Regions from separate parts of the Mus musculus genome. Here all the other regions are linked to region 1. Evidence: chromatin contacts called from public HiChIP or PLAC-seq and promoter capture Hi-C data. All regions are on one chromosome and are shown on one strand. The core of a region is the stretch at or near the end of the contact, and the rest is flanking DNA. Distances in the headings are between cores, read along the strand shown. Region 1 holds the start of Hecw1 (HECT, C2 and WW domain containing E3 ubiquitin protein ligase 1). Region 2 holds the start of Lyst (lysosomal trafficking regulator). Region 3 holds the start of B3galnt2 (UDP-GalNAc:betaGlcNAc beta 1,3-galactosaminyltransferase, polypeptide 2). Region 4 holds the start of Gli3 (GLI-Kruppel family member GLI3).

Region 1 (2,700 bases), core at 110-2,609:
TTCTGCCAGCTCCCCACACCCCCTCCCTACCCCCATGTTCTGAATTTGGCAGGGAAGAAGTTACCCTGTCCAGCCTCTGTGCGCAAGATGAACAGACCACACATCCACACTCCCAAAATTAGTCCAGTGCCTGGGAAATTGAGGCTGCAAGGCTGTCAGAAAGCCCTGGAGTGGAGGATGGAGGGCCACTTTGAGCTCTAGGATTTTGCTGCATTGTCATGGCCTGGTAAAGTAGGGAGAATGTGTCGAATCTCCGGCCAAAAATGGACCGGATGCGGCTTTCCCAGCGCCCCCTTGCCTGCCCCCAACCTCCGCCCCTTTCTCTTCCTATGTGCAGGTAACAGTAGGGTAGGCAAAAGGACCAGCTGCTCCCGCTGAAACTCAGGTGGCAGGCCCAGATGAGAGGCACAACGGGCCAGAGATAGGGAGTCGCCTGGGGAACACCCACACCGATCATCTTCCCATCCAGTCACCACCCAGTAGACTGCACCTGGCGGCCGGCTGCAGGAGCCTTTGAGTGAGCACAGAGAGTTCGAGCAGAAACCATGGGATACAATTGTCTAAAAGCCTTGGTTCACAAGGAGTGGGTGTGGGCTGGAAAGGGGGATTACGTAGGTCTCTCCGCCCCCTCCTCTGCCATCTCTTAGCCACTGGGAGGGCGCCCAGGGGCGGAGGAGGCGCTGCGAACCCGTTTGGGGGCTTCTTTGTTTCTCTTCGGGCCCCTATCTGCCGGCTGTACCCAAGCCTTGGGATGCCAGCCCGGCTTGGGCGGCGACCCGCCCCAAGTCAACAATTGAACCTCGCGGGAGAAGAGAGGGTGGGTAAAAGGGTGGATCCCGGCTCTCTGGAGGCAGTGCGCTGCAGGGGCTTCGCAAGGGTGAGGAAGCCGCCCCAGAAAGGGGGTGGGGAGAGGGCAGGGAAGGAGAGGCTGATGGTCTGAGCGTGGCGTCTGCTTACCTTGGCAGCCTCCAACTGGGCACAGATCATGCTCCGGTCCGCACGCAGGTTAGAACCGGGGGTCGCACGTGGCTTGCATAGGTGCCAGGCATTGAGGACCTGGTTTGCTAGTCCTGGGCGATCAGCGTCTTTTGCCTTGCTCTGGCTGCTTCGTATCCTGAGCCAACTATTGTCAGAGCCACCGTCACGGCTGGAGCAGCTCTCGACTGGTGAACCTGTGCGAGCCAGGAGGGGGTCCTCTGGGTCAGAGGCTCGTGGTGTTGCGGCTCAAACAAGGACTCCCAGTGCGTGGCAACGCAGCACACTTTATTGCTTTATCCTTCCTCCCGCATCCCCTCCCTTCCTGCCTGCTCCTCTGTGGGAACCAGACTTGAGAACCAACCAGGAGCCAGGCTTGCTCTCTGTGGCTGTGCTCCGCCCTGCAGCCTCACGCACCCGCACCCTCCTCCTCACCCCTTTAGTATATATATATATATATATGTATGTATATATGTATATATATATATATATATATATATATATATATATATATATATTCTTGTTACTATAGGCCCTATCCTTCCAACACTTAGCACGCGTCCGCGAGGCTTATCTGGAACCAGCCACGGTTCATCAGTTCCTTTGTGTACATGCAAATGTTGTGTTCAGAAAGGATGAGTACCTTCTAGGTAGGTACACTGTGTCAGGTGTTCTCACCTCAATTTCCTTACTTGTCCATTTCACAGATGCAGATACATTGCACAGCATCCTCCAGTATTTTCGCAGCAAGTTCCCCCAAAACAACGTTATGATCACAAATGCCATGCTTGTAAATCGCCCTAGGTATCTATTGTTGATAAGCTTAGCTTTCCAAGCAGGTTTAGTATTAAGCAGTACACATTGTCAAAATAGTAAAATGGAAGTAGGAAAAATGCAAATCTTTATTTGACCAGCCGACCAAGATGCAAAAGAAAGTGAAATGCTGGCCACTGATTTGGTCTAATTTGGGCTTGCTACGTTCACAAAGTGCGAAGGTTCTGAGCACACAACCCCCATAATCCGCAACTCTGTGTTTTTTACAATGCCTTTTTATTTCTACCTATTTTCCTGCCCGGCACTCCCCAGGCAAACTATTTTTCACATCTTAGAGGTGTACCTTTTCCCTTACCCAGGGAACACCCTAGTATTCTTACTATACTTAGTAATGCCTGGTAATTCCTCTTAGTCACCCTGGTAATACCTCTAGCTCCAGAACCTTTTCTTGAAGAGCTGATTGGATATATCTCCATTTATAACAATAAGACAGATGGCTTCTCACTGGTGTTCTTCTTGTTGACCCACCTCTTGCCACTGATTACACTCTTGCAGCAGAACTTTACAGAAGAGGAAACCACGGGAAACCAAGTGAAGCCTCAATTCCCACCCTCCTCCCTCCCCCGGGAGCACCTCCCTTCCAGCCTGCGCTCGTCACTTCAGGTGCCCAGTGATTTCTCAATGGACATTTCCCTCTGTCTGGCAGGAATCTGATTTTCCCACCAGATGAGTTCAACGCTGTCTGTTTTTCAAACCATATCTCAAAAGCCACACAGAACCCTGAGCACACATTTCACCAGATTTGACAGATGAGCTTTGGTATGAAGAAAACCTCCAAGAATGGACTTGGCTGAGGTGCAACAATAAACACCAGAATCAACCAAATGATAATACCAACCAGAAATTTGGAAGAAAAACAAGTAAATCAACAAAAGTCTCTTGTATAAACTA
Region 2 (2,700 bases), core at 99-2,598, 930 kb before region 1:
TGATACCAACATAGGTGAATGTTGGTAGCATCAACCTCACAAGATTCATGCTGAAGGCAGGCCAGCATGAATAGATACCAAAGGTGGGGACTGAGAGATTTTGTAGATAGGGAGGGTGTGATTGTGTATGTGTGGGTTCTTGCTAAACTGCCTTGGCGATTGCTAAACCTAGAGTTTACAAAGATGTGCACACATAGCACATGGGCCAAGGAGAAGGTTCAAAGTCTGACTAAAGTTTGCTTTAAGCAAGGATCTTTGTCACATTGCCCACTGTATGCTAGCATATTTGAACAGGGCTAGGTAGGGTATCATACCTGGACCCAGAATTTTTGCAAGTTTCTCTCTTTCTGTTTGACAGAAATATAAGTTCAGGCCCCAATGCTATCTTGAGGATAGCCCTGCTTCCATCTTGGTGAACCTTTCCGTTTTTTGTCTTTTGTTTTGTTTTTTTTTTTTTTTTTTAATCCTGTGACCTCCAACAGAAAATAGGACAACAGTTTATTGCACATACTGTCCATGAAAAAACAAAACAAAACAAAACAAAACAAAAACCAAAAGAAAGTTTATTCTGAGGCAACTTTGAGTGAATAGTGCTTAGTAACAGAGATTCGGGTTTCCCAGAATTACATGTTCTACTGTGAAAGAGGTTTACACGCAGTCTTATAGCCATAGAACAAAAGACCATAAATCAATACATTTGCCAAATATAGCGGAAAGGACATCGGGGAGGTAGGCTACAGCATAGCAGGAAAATCTCCAGCTGATGATACTCTTCTTTTGAGCACTGCTGAAAAGCCAGTCGTTGGCTAAGTTTAACAATACATTCCAAACTTTTTACATAACAGGCACAAAGATCTTAGGTCAGCTACAAAGGTTGGTAATAAGCAGTTTTTTTAAAGAACCTAAAGATAGTCCAAGATAATCTTGGTTACTGATCATCATCTCTCCGTAATGGTAAAGTTCTAGACAGTCAGTCACTTTGTACAGTCTTCAACAAAGATGTAATTTTCCCAGTAAACGTGAGTTTACAGTAGAAAGAAGACACTAGGCTTGCGCTTTTAGGGGCTGAATCGCCTGGGATGGACGAAGCTTTATGCGGCCGGGAGGGGTGGAGTTCAGAGAAGCTGCACAGGGCCCTCCTCGCTGCATTTGTCCCGCCTTCTTCCTCTCATTGGCTGAGATTCTCCACGCATCACGTCGGCGACCCCAGCGTGCCCTCCCGGTGGGGCGGGACTTTAGGCGCTCGAGGCGGGGACGGTGCGCACGCGCAGAGGAGCGGGTCTGGGTCTGGGCGGGGGAGGAAGGGGGTGGTGTTCCCGGTTTCCCGGGTTACCTGAGGGGGCGGGGGTGAGAGCTCACGCTGGCCTGGCAGCCTTGGTGAGTCGGGATTCTCCTGCACCGGCGGGCGAGAGCGCGCGGCGGACCACAGAGCGGAGGTAAAGACCGCAGCGGGCTCCTTTAGAGGGTCAGGGTCTCGACCTCAGCGGGGCATGGCGGGAAGGTGGCGGGCCGCCCGGGCGGGGTCGTGCCGCGCTAAGGGAACGGGGTGGTGCCCGGAGCTCGGCCCGGCCGGGGTTCGCTTGCCTTCTGAGCTCTGCACAGTTGCTGATTGAGGCGGACCCGGGCCCCGAGGGCTGTGGCGGCGGCGCGGACCCCATAGTAACTTTACTTACCGGCCGGCTGGTGCGGCGGACGGTGTCCTCAGGGGGCGCTTCACCTCGGGAAGCGCTTGTCCCGGACCGCCGCTACCCTCAGCCTGCCCGGTCCTTCCCAGCAGGTGACAGCGGGAGCTGACAGGTTCAGGGCGTCTCACTTCGCGCCGCGGGTCCATCTGTCATTCCCCACCCTGGTGCTTCGGAGTCCTTGCTGTCCCTTCCCTGCCCGTGACACCTGCTGCGGGACTCTGCAAACAACCCTTCGTGGTTCGCGCGCACCTCTGGAGCGGTGGCTGAGATGCTAATATAATAGGGACGTGACCCAGGGAGATTTCCTCTGCCACCGGAGGCCAAGGGTTCATGATGGAGGGTTGGAGCTCAGGGAGTCAAGAAAAGTGTCCTCATCCAATCCTCAGAGGGATAAACAAAACAGCAAAACATCCTTGATGGAGAGAGAGAGAGAGAGAGAGAGAGAGAGACAGAGACAGAGACAGAGACAGAGACAGAGACAGACAGACACAGCTCTTGCTTGGTAGTTGATGGTGTGAGAAAAAAATTTTAAGGTGTTGACTCGTGTAGAACACACATTTGTGTTGAATTCTGGCCAGTATTTCCTTAAGGATCAAATTCATTGTGCATTTTCTCCAGGGTTTGTTTAACAGGTTGATATGGCACATTAATTTGAGCTTTTTCTTCCTGAAAGGCATTTGGCTGGTCTGCCTTTACTTTTAACTTCCACACCTAGTAACCTTATACTAATAAAGATGTTGGCTCTTAGCTTTTATTATGTAGCTGATTGGTAGGGGATATCTGTATTTACAGAGCATTGCAAGTAACTTTTCTGCTGCTCGTTGCTGTCATCCACGTTGACACTAACACATACAGATATTGAGAGACTTTGGAAGATAGAGGACGTAAGGGGGAGATGAGTTTCTGTTATTTAGTTTCCATTAAAATACTTCCCAGACAATAAATTGCATATAGAGCATATGCATTTAGTAAAGATGTTTAAGTACCTATTGTGGACCAGACACGTTTTATAAAC
Region 3 (2,700 bases), core at 159-2,658, 570 kb before region 1:
CACAGCTTTTACCTGATTAAACTAAATTAAAAAATTGAAATTAAAAACATTGCAAAAATAGCCAAAGAAAAAGCTATCTTAAGGGGCTGAAGAGATGGCCCAATGGTTAAGAGATCTGGCTGCTCTTCCTGAGCACCCAATTTCAGTTCCCAGTACCTACAGGGTGGCTCACAAACACGGGGAAACTCCAGCTCCAGGGGATGGGATAGACGCCCCCCCCCCCAGCCTGCACATGCGTACACACACAAATGAAAAAAAAAATCAAATAAAATCTTTTTAAAAAAGTCAATCTTAACAGTGTCAGGTTGAGGATATAGCTCAGTTGGTAGAGGGCTTGCCTAGTAAGGATTAAGCCCTGGGTTCCATCCCAAAGCACCACTTGTGGAGATGAAGACAGAAAGATCAAGAGTTCAAGGCCATCCTCTGCAGAATAGTTTCCTGTTAACTACGTGAGACACTGGGGGCGTCTGTGTGTGTGTGTGTTACTACAATTGCTTTTTTAATACAAAACCGCTACTCAGTGGCAATATGGTGCTGAGCCTGAGAGGTGGCTCCAGTGAAGTCCGCTCGTTTCCTAACGCTGGTTGGAGATGGATCTTTTGCAAACCCAGCCCTCACACATTTGGTCACCTCAACTTGGTGGGAACTTTTCAAAGTCATCTGGCAGCTGAAGCTCTCATTTCTGTGCTTCCCGACAGTTACCCTAGTGAGGAGCGCGTGCGCACCCAGGCAGCCTCCAGATCCGGGCTTCTCCTCTGTCCTCGCTTTCCATAGCAAGCCCCGGTGTTTCTCGTCCTCCTCACCCGCCGTTGCTTACTAGAGGGAAGCAGGAAACTCCCTGCTACTCGGCGCTCAGGCTCCCCGCTGCGCTTCTTATGGGATAGGTCAGGGGAGCACACTATTATTTCGTTGAGCGCTGAGGTGCCATACAAACCTGCCCCGACTGGGCAACTGCTCCTCGAGGTCATGCGCCCTGCAGCAATGTCCACAGCGGAGGGGGTCGTACAGCAACTTGAGCAGTTAACGTGCAGGTTCCCCGTGTGCGGTACCCGCCTTTACTACAGGGGAACCCTAGCAAGAAGGTGGATGCGCATGCTCAGTGTGCCGCTAAGGCACCGCGGCCGGATGAGAGACGCGCATGCTTCGTGTGTGCACTTCGCCTCCAGCGTTGCGTAGCAGCACGCATAGCTCTCTGGGAAACGTAGTTTCTCGGGCTTACAATCTCAGGCACGCCTCCCTCCTGGGCTCAGCGAGGGACTACCGCTCCCGCCCTTCCGGCAGACAGGAGCGTGCAGGGACGCGGACTGAAGGGCTGGGCGAGAGCGAGGAGGGCTGAACGGGTGGGAAGGCCACGCACGCGGGGGCGTGGCCTTGGCCGGGAAGCGGCCGCCGCTCGTGGTGCGGATCTAAGGAGAGAGCGGCGGAGACAACGCCAGGCGTGGGCGCGAACACTCCTGGTGGCACTCGGTGTTCTTAGGTCCCCTCGCTATTGGCCGGGACGCGGGAGAGCGCGGCGGGGGCGCGAGGTGGGAGCGGCCAATGCGAAACTGGCTGGTGCTGCTGTGCCCTTGCGTGCTCGGGGCCGCGCTGCACCTCTGGCACCTCTGGCTCCGTTCCCCGCCGGACCCCCACAACACCGGGCCCAGCGCGGCAGGTGAGGTGAGGGGCTGAGTCGCTGCGCTCGTGGGAGGCCGCGGGGGATGGCTGAAGGGGCACAGGGAGGGCTCGGACGTCCCAGAACGGACGGAACAAGCGAGTCTTTCTTTAGTGTCGGGCGAACCCAACTGTTCGTTTCTTATCAGCGTGTGCTCAGCGGCCCGCGTCGTGGTCGAGGGAGGGCCCTGGTCACAACTTGGGGCGCTTCTCTCCGAGGTGGGGTGGGGGAGCGAGCTTGCCGGTGCTGACGGTGTTGGCTTTGCGTGTCAGGACTCACTTTGCAGCGAGGAGGGACGGACTGTACTTTGTGGTCTCTGATCATGAGGTGAGTCAGGAAAAGACCTAGACGTGAACTAGGGTTCAGCTGTGAGTGGAGTCGCCCCTGTATTCTGCTTGGATAGCTTGCTAATTAAGGAGCCTAAGAATACCGGATTCTTCTTTAACTTCGCGTACATTTGTTCCCAAACTTCATCCATCGTGGGAATGAAATCTTTGTTCTCATTCGCCTTACAATCTGAAGGTGCGTTTGCCCACAGTGCGTATCCAGTGTTGTCCTGCCACCCTCAACACTACTTTCTTGTCTCCTGTGTGTCATTTTCAAGTTTTTCCCGGAATGCTTATATATGTCGAGAACTCTATAGCCATTTTAAAGATAGGGTAATGCTTTAATTTTTAACTACGTTAGGATTTATCTTACCATTTCATATCCAAACAGCTGTTTTCTTTTCAGAAAGTTTTAAAACAGTTCTTCACAGCCATCACAGAACCAAGTCTTATACCTTATTTAGCAATCCTCAAAACTCCGACTGTTACCAGATTACACTGGGGTTATTTTAGTAGTGATCTCTTTTCCTATTAGACAACCACCATTTTTTTGGAAAGGCTATTTGTGTGACTGAAAAGAATGACTTCCAAGTGGTATAATGAAAGTACATTATATGCGTATTTAGCTTGTGAGACTTTTACAAACTAGTTAAAAAAGGGCCGTACATACAAAATGCTTGGCCACCTAACATCTGTTGGGGTTGTGCTCTCTCTCACTCA
Region 4 (2,700 bases), core at 145-2,644, 940 kb after region 1:
AGCTTAAGTCACTCTCTGCTTTTGTCTTTGTCATAAGCAACAAGTCACCAGAAACAAATAACGAATACACTGTCAATTCCGTTAAAAATTTTCCCCAGTTTAGCACGTGAATTTCAAAATGTTCTTCAAATTATTATAGCTATTCATCCACCCACTCTGCCTTCAAGACGGCTGCCACAGAGCACCCTGAGCACCAAGGCACTCCTGGTGGGCCAACTGCTTACTCCGGTATTCTGGAATGTCTCTTGGGTTTTCTTCTTTCTTCCACCCCCTTGAAATCCTCCCTTTCAAGTAACAGGTTGGGGTGAGTACCTGGATGGGGAGAGAGAGATGAGTGCACTGGCCCGTTGAAGTAACATGGGTCTTTTAAAAGAAACCAAGGACAGGCACTCTGCATCTTAAGGAAAAGAACCCCGTGCAAGTCAGGGTTCTCAGCTCAAGTCCCGGTTCCCAGCTCGGGTCTTTGTGTTCTTTGCAAAGTGGCCCACGGGGACAGTAGGCTGTACGGCGAGACGTCCCAAACGGAGTTTAACGCAACGGGGAGGAAAGTCTTCAACTTTCAAAAGCATCATCCCGCGAGAGGAAGTTTCAGGCTTGGCCTAGGGAAAAGTACCAGGAGGTGTGCGGGGGTGGGGCAGTGGCGATCTGAGAGGTCTCTAGAGAAGGAAGGGGAGTCCAGCCCGAGAGCGGAGTTGGGGGGGGGGGGGGCGAAGAGAGGCGGCATGGGCGAAGCGCCCGGCAGCGCGCGAGCCCCGGCTGCTCGGCTGCGCGGGAGCGCAGGCCTGGAGGGCTCGGGTGACATCACCCGCGGGCCCCTTCCTCCTGCCGGGTGGGTGGGGCCTGGCGCGCCGCGCGGGCGCGGGGTCAAGGAGGGGGAAGAGGAGGAGCAGGCCTGGATGTGTCTGTGTGAGGACCCGGGAGGGGCGGAGGCGGTGGAGCGCGTGGCTCCCGGCTGCCCGCGCCAGCCCTGCCCGGCCCGACGCGCGGCCTCAGTGCCGCCCCTCAGCGCAGCGCCCTGGGATCCGCGCGCGCGGAGCGGGACCCCGCCGGGCGCGGCCTGGAAAGGAGCGGGAAAGCAAAGTAAGGCGAGCAGTCTTCCCAAGTTTTTAAACCAACTTCGCCCCCTGCGGCGGCGGCGGCGGCGGCGGCGGCGGCGTCGTCCCGCGGCTCGGCGCGTCCCCCCCAGCGCTCCTCCGAGTGGCGGAAATTAGAGGGACGGGGCGGGGGTGGGGGCGCGCGAGGGAAGAAGGAGCCGGGAAGGAGAGCAGAGTCTGACCACATCTGTGAAAACTTGGGGAAGGAGGGCGGGGAGGAGGAGGAGCGCAGGAGCGCGCGGAGGGGAGCGCGAAGGGCGCGCGCGGCGGAGCTCAACTTTTGCAACCGGGGCGCTCGGCCTGGACGGGCCCTTAGTCGTTGAAAAGTCGACTTGACGGTCGGGGGGCTCCTTTCTTTCTCTTTCTCCTCCCACCCGCGGTTGAACCAAATCAGAACTGTCACTCAGGGCCGGTGACTCAGAGGGATCAGATTACAGGATCCCTGAAACTGATGCGCGGGCTGCAGCGGCGGGAGGGAGCGGACCGGGCCGCACCGCCGGCGCCCGCACACTCGTCCGCCCGCCCGCCGCTCCCCTCCTCGCCCGCTCGCCCCGTCGCCGGCCCACGCCACACCATGCCCGCCGGGGCCGCACGCTGGGATCAGTCAGGCCATCCACGGTAGCCCGAGTCCGCCTGCCGCTCCGCCGGCGCAGGTCTGTGGATTTGGGACCTGACAGCCAAAGCCGCAGGTACGTCCCGCCTGAAGTTCTTTGTTTTGCGGGCCCCGCAGCCCTCCCTGTCGAGCTTCCCGGCGGCGTCGGAGCGGCTTGTGTGCGCTCGCGCCTTCCCGCGCTCTCGGGGATCGGGTCTCGGCTCTCCGGACTGCAGAGCTCCTGCCCCAGGGCGCGCGGACCAAGTTTGCAGCGGCGGCGTCCGTGCCTACTTCTCGCCAAGTGCTGCGCAGAGCTCCGGGAGTCCGGAGCTGCGGCTGGTCCTCGCGCCCCCGCAAGCCGCAGCTTGGCTTGCGCGCAGCGCCTGGGGATGCGCCGAGCCGCCGCTGCCCCGCTCTCCAGGGTCCCGCCTTCACTTCTGAGGGTGGGGGTGCGGGGTGAGCGGATGGAGGGCGCGCCTCCGCGGTGGGAGAGGAAAAGTGAAAGTTGTGCCATCTGTGCGTGATTTGGAACTCTGTCTCTTCCTTTCCAGAGGTAGAGCAGAAAGAAAGAAAAGAGAAAGAAAGAAAAGTAGCCGTGGCCCTTGCGGTAACCAAGAGGCCGAATTTGCACAGAGCAGAGTTGGGTACGGATCACTCTACTCTGCTGGGGACACTTAACTTTCTGGAGTTGCAGTGGGACCCCGAGGATGTGGCAGAGTTAATATTGATCATACATTTGAATAGTTGGTGAAGCGACTTTTCAGCAGATGGCCACATGCCCTCACACTCGGCCCGGCCTTTGCTTATTATCCTTTGATGAACTTAGTATCCTTCTGTGAACTTTGTGCCTGTGTCCCGGAGTGCACCTTTTTGAGTACCAAGCCATACCCCCCCTCCCCCCAGGCTTTCTTGGCTGTGTGTGTGTAAAGACCACTTAGGGAAGTTTCCTGCACCGCGTTTACCCTTTCTCCTCCCCCAACTTGGTTGTAGATTCTGGCCTTGGGTACAGTGCTC

Evidence for each region. Promoter capture Hi-C pulls out the DNA fragments that hold promoters and counts their contacts. HiChIP or PLAC-seq counts read pairs in DNA pulled down with a chosen protein or histone mark.
Region 2: an H3K4me3 HiChIP or PLAC-seq map of stem cell-derived neural progenitor cells shows a contact between it and region 1, with 5 times the contacts expected there. The contact joins the promoter of Lyst here to the promoter of Hecw1 in region 1. A contact is called at or near these places in 1 of 39 promoter capture datasets (cranial neural crest) and 1 of 115 datasets of contacts at active chromatin or transcription factors (stem cell-derived neural progenitor cells).
Region 3: a promoter capture Hi-C map of hippocampal neurons shows a contact between it and region 1, with 4 times the contacts expected there. The contact joins the promoter of B3galnt2 here to the promoter of Hecw1 in region 1. A contact is called at or near these places in 4 of 39 promoter capture datasets (the 3T3-L1 cell line, cranial neural crest, embryonic stem cells and 1 more), 1 of 484 Hi-C or Micro-C datasets (embryonic stem cells) and 2 of 115 datasets of contacts at active chromatin or transcription factors (astrocytes and large pre-B cells).
Region 4: an H3K4me3 HiChIP or PLAC-seq map of stem cell-derived neural progenitor cells shows a contact between it and region 1, with 4 times the contacts expected there. The contact joins the promoter of Gli3 here to the promoter of Hecw1 in region 1. A contact is called at or near these places in 4 of 39 promoter capture datasets (liver, pre-B cells and stem cell-derived epiblast-like cells) and 3 of 115 datasets of contacts at active chromatin or transcription factors (embryonic stem cells and stem cell-derived neural progenitor cells).

What each region holds. Positions count from the first base shown.
Region 1 is chr13:14,521,867-14,524,566 of GRCm38.p6, forward strand. Hecw1 (HECT, C2 and WW domain containing E3 ubiquitin protein ligase 1) reads right to left here and starts at 1,360. Exons shown (of 29, transcript NM_001081348.3): 1 at 958-1,360. Gm30893 (a long non-coding RNA gene) reads left to right here and starts at 729. Exons shown (of 2, transcript XR_382090.4): 1 at 729-817; 2 at 1,683-2,634.
Region 2 is chr13:13,589,061-13,591,760 of GRCm38.p6, forward strand. Lyst (lysosomal trafficking regulator) reads left to right here and starts at 1,349. Exons shown (of 53, transcript NM_010748.2): 1 at 1,349-1,436. It overlaps Gm30836 (a long non-coding RNA gene), which reads right to left and starts at 2,141. Exons shown (of 2, transcript XR_382086.4): 1 at 1,674-2,141.
Region 3 is chr13:13,953,266-13,955,965 of GRCm38.p6, forward strand. It overlaps B3galnt2 (UDP-GalNAc:betaGlcNAc beta 1,3-galactosaminyltransferase, polypeptide 2), which reads left to right and starts at 1,409. Exons shown (of 12, transcript NM_178640.3): 1 at 1,409-1,654. The coding sequence starts at 1,540.
Region 4 is chr13:15,462,329-15,465,028 of GRCm38.p6, forward strand. It overlaps Gli3 (GLI-Kruppel family member GLI3), which reads left to right and starts at 1,395. Exons shown (of 15, transcript NM_008130.3): 1 at 1,395-1,783. Gm6556 (a long non-coding RNA gene) reads right to left here and starts at 2,290. Exons shown (of 1, transcript XR_001780862.2): 1 at 1-2,290.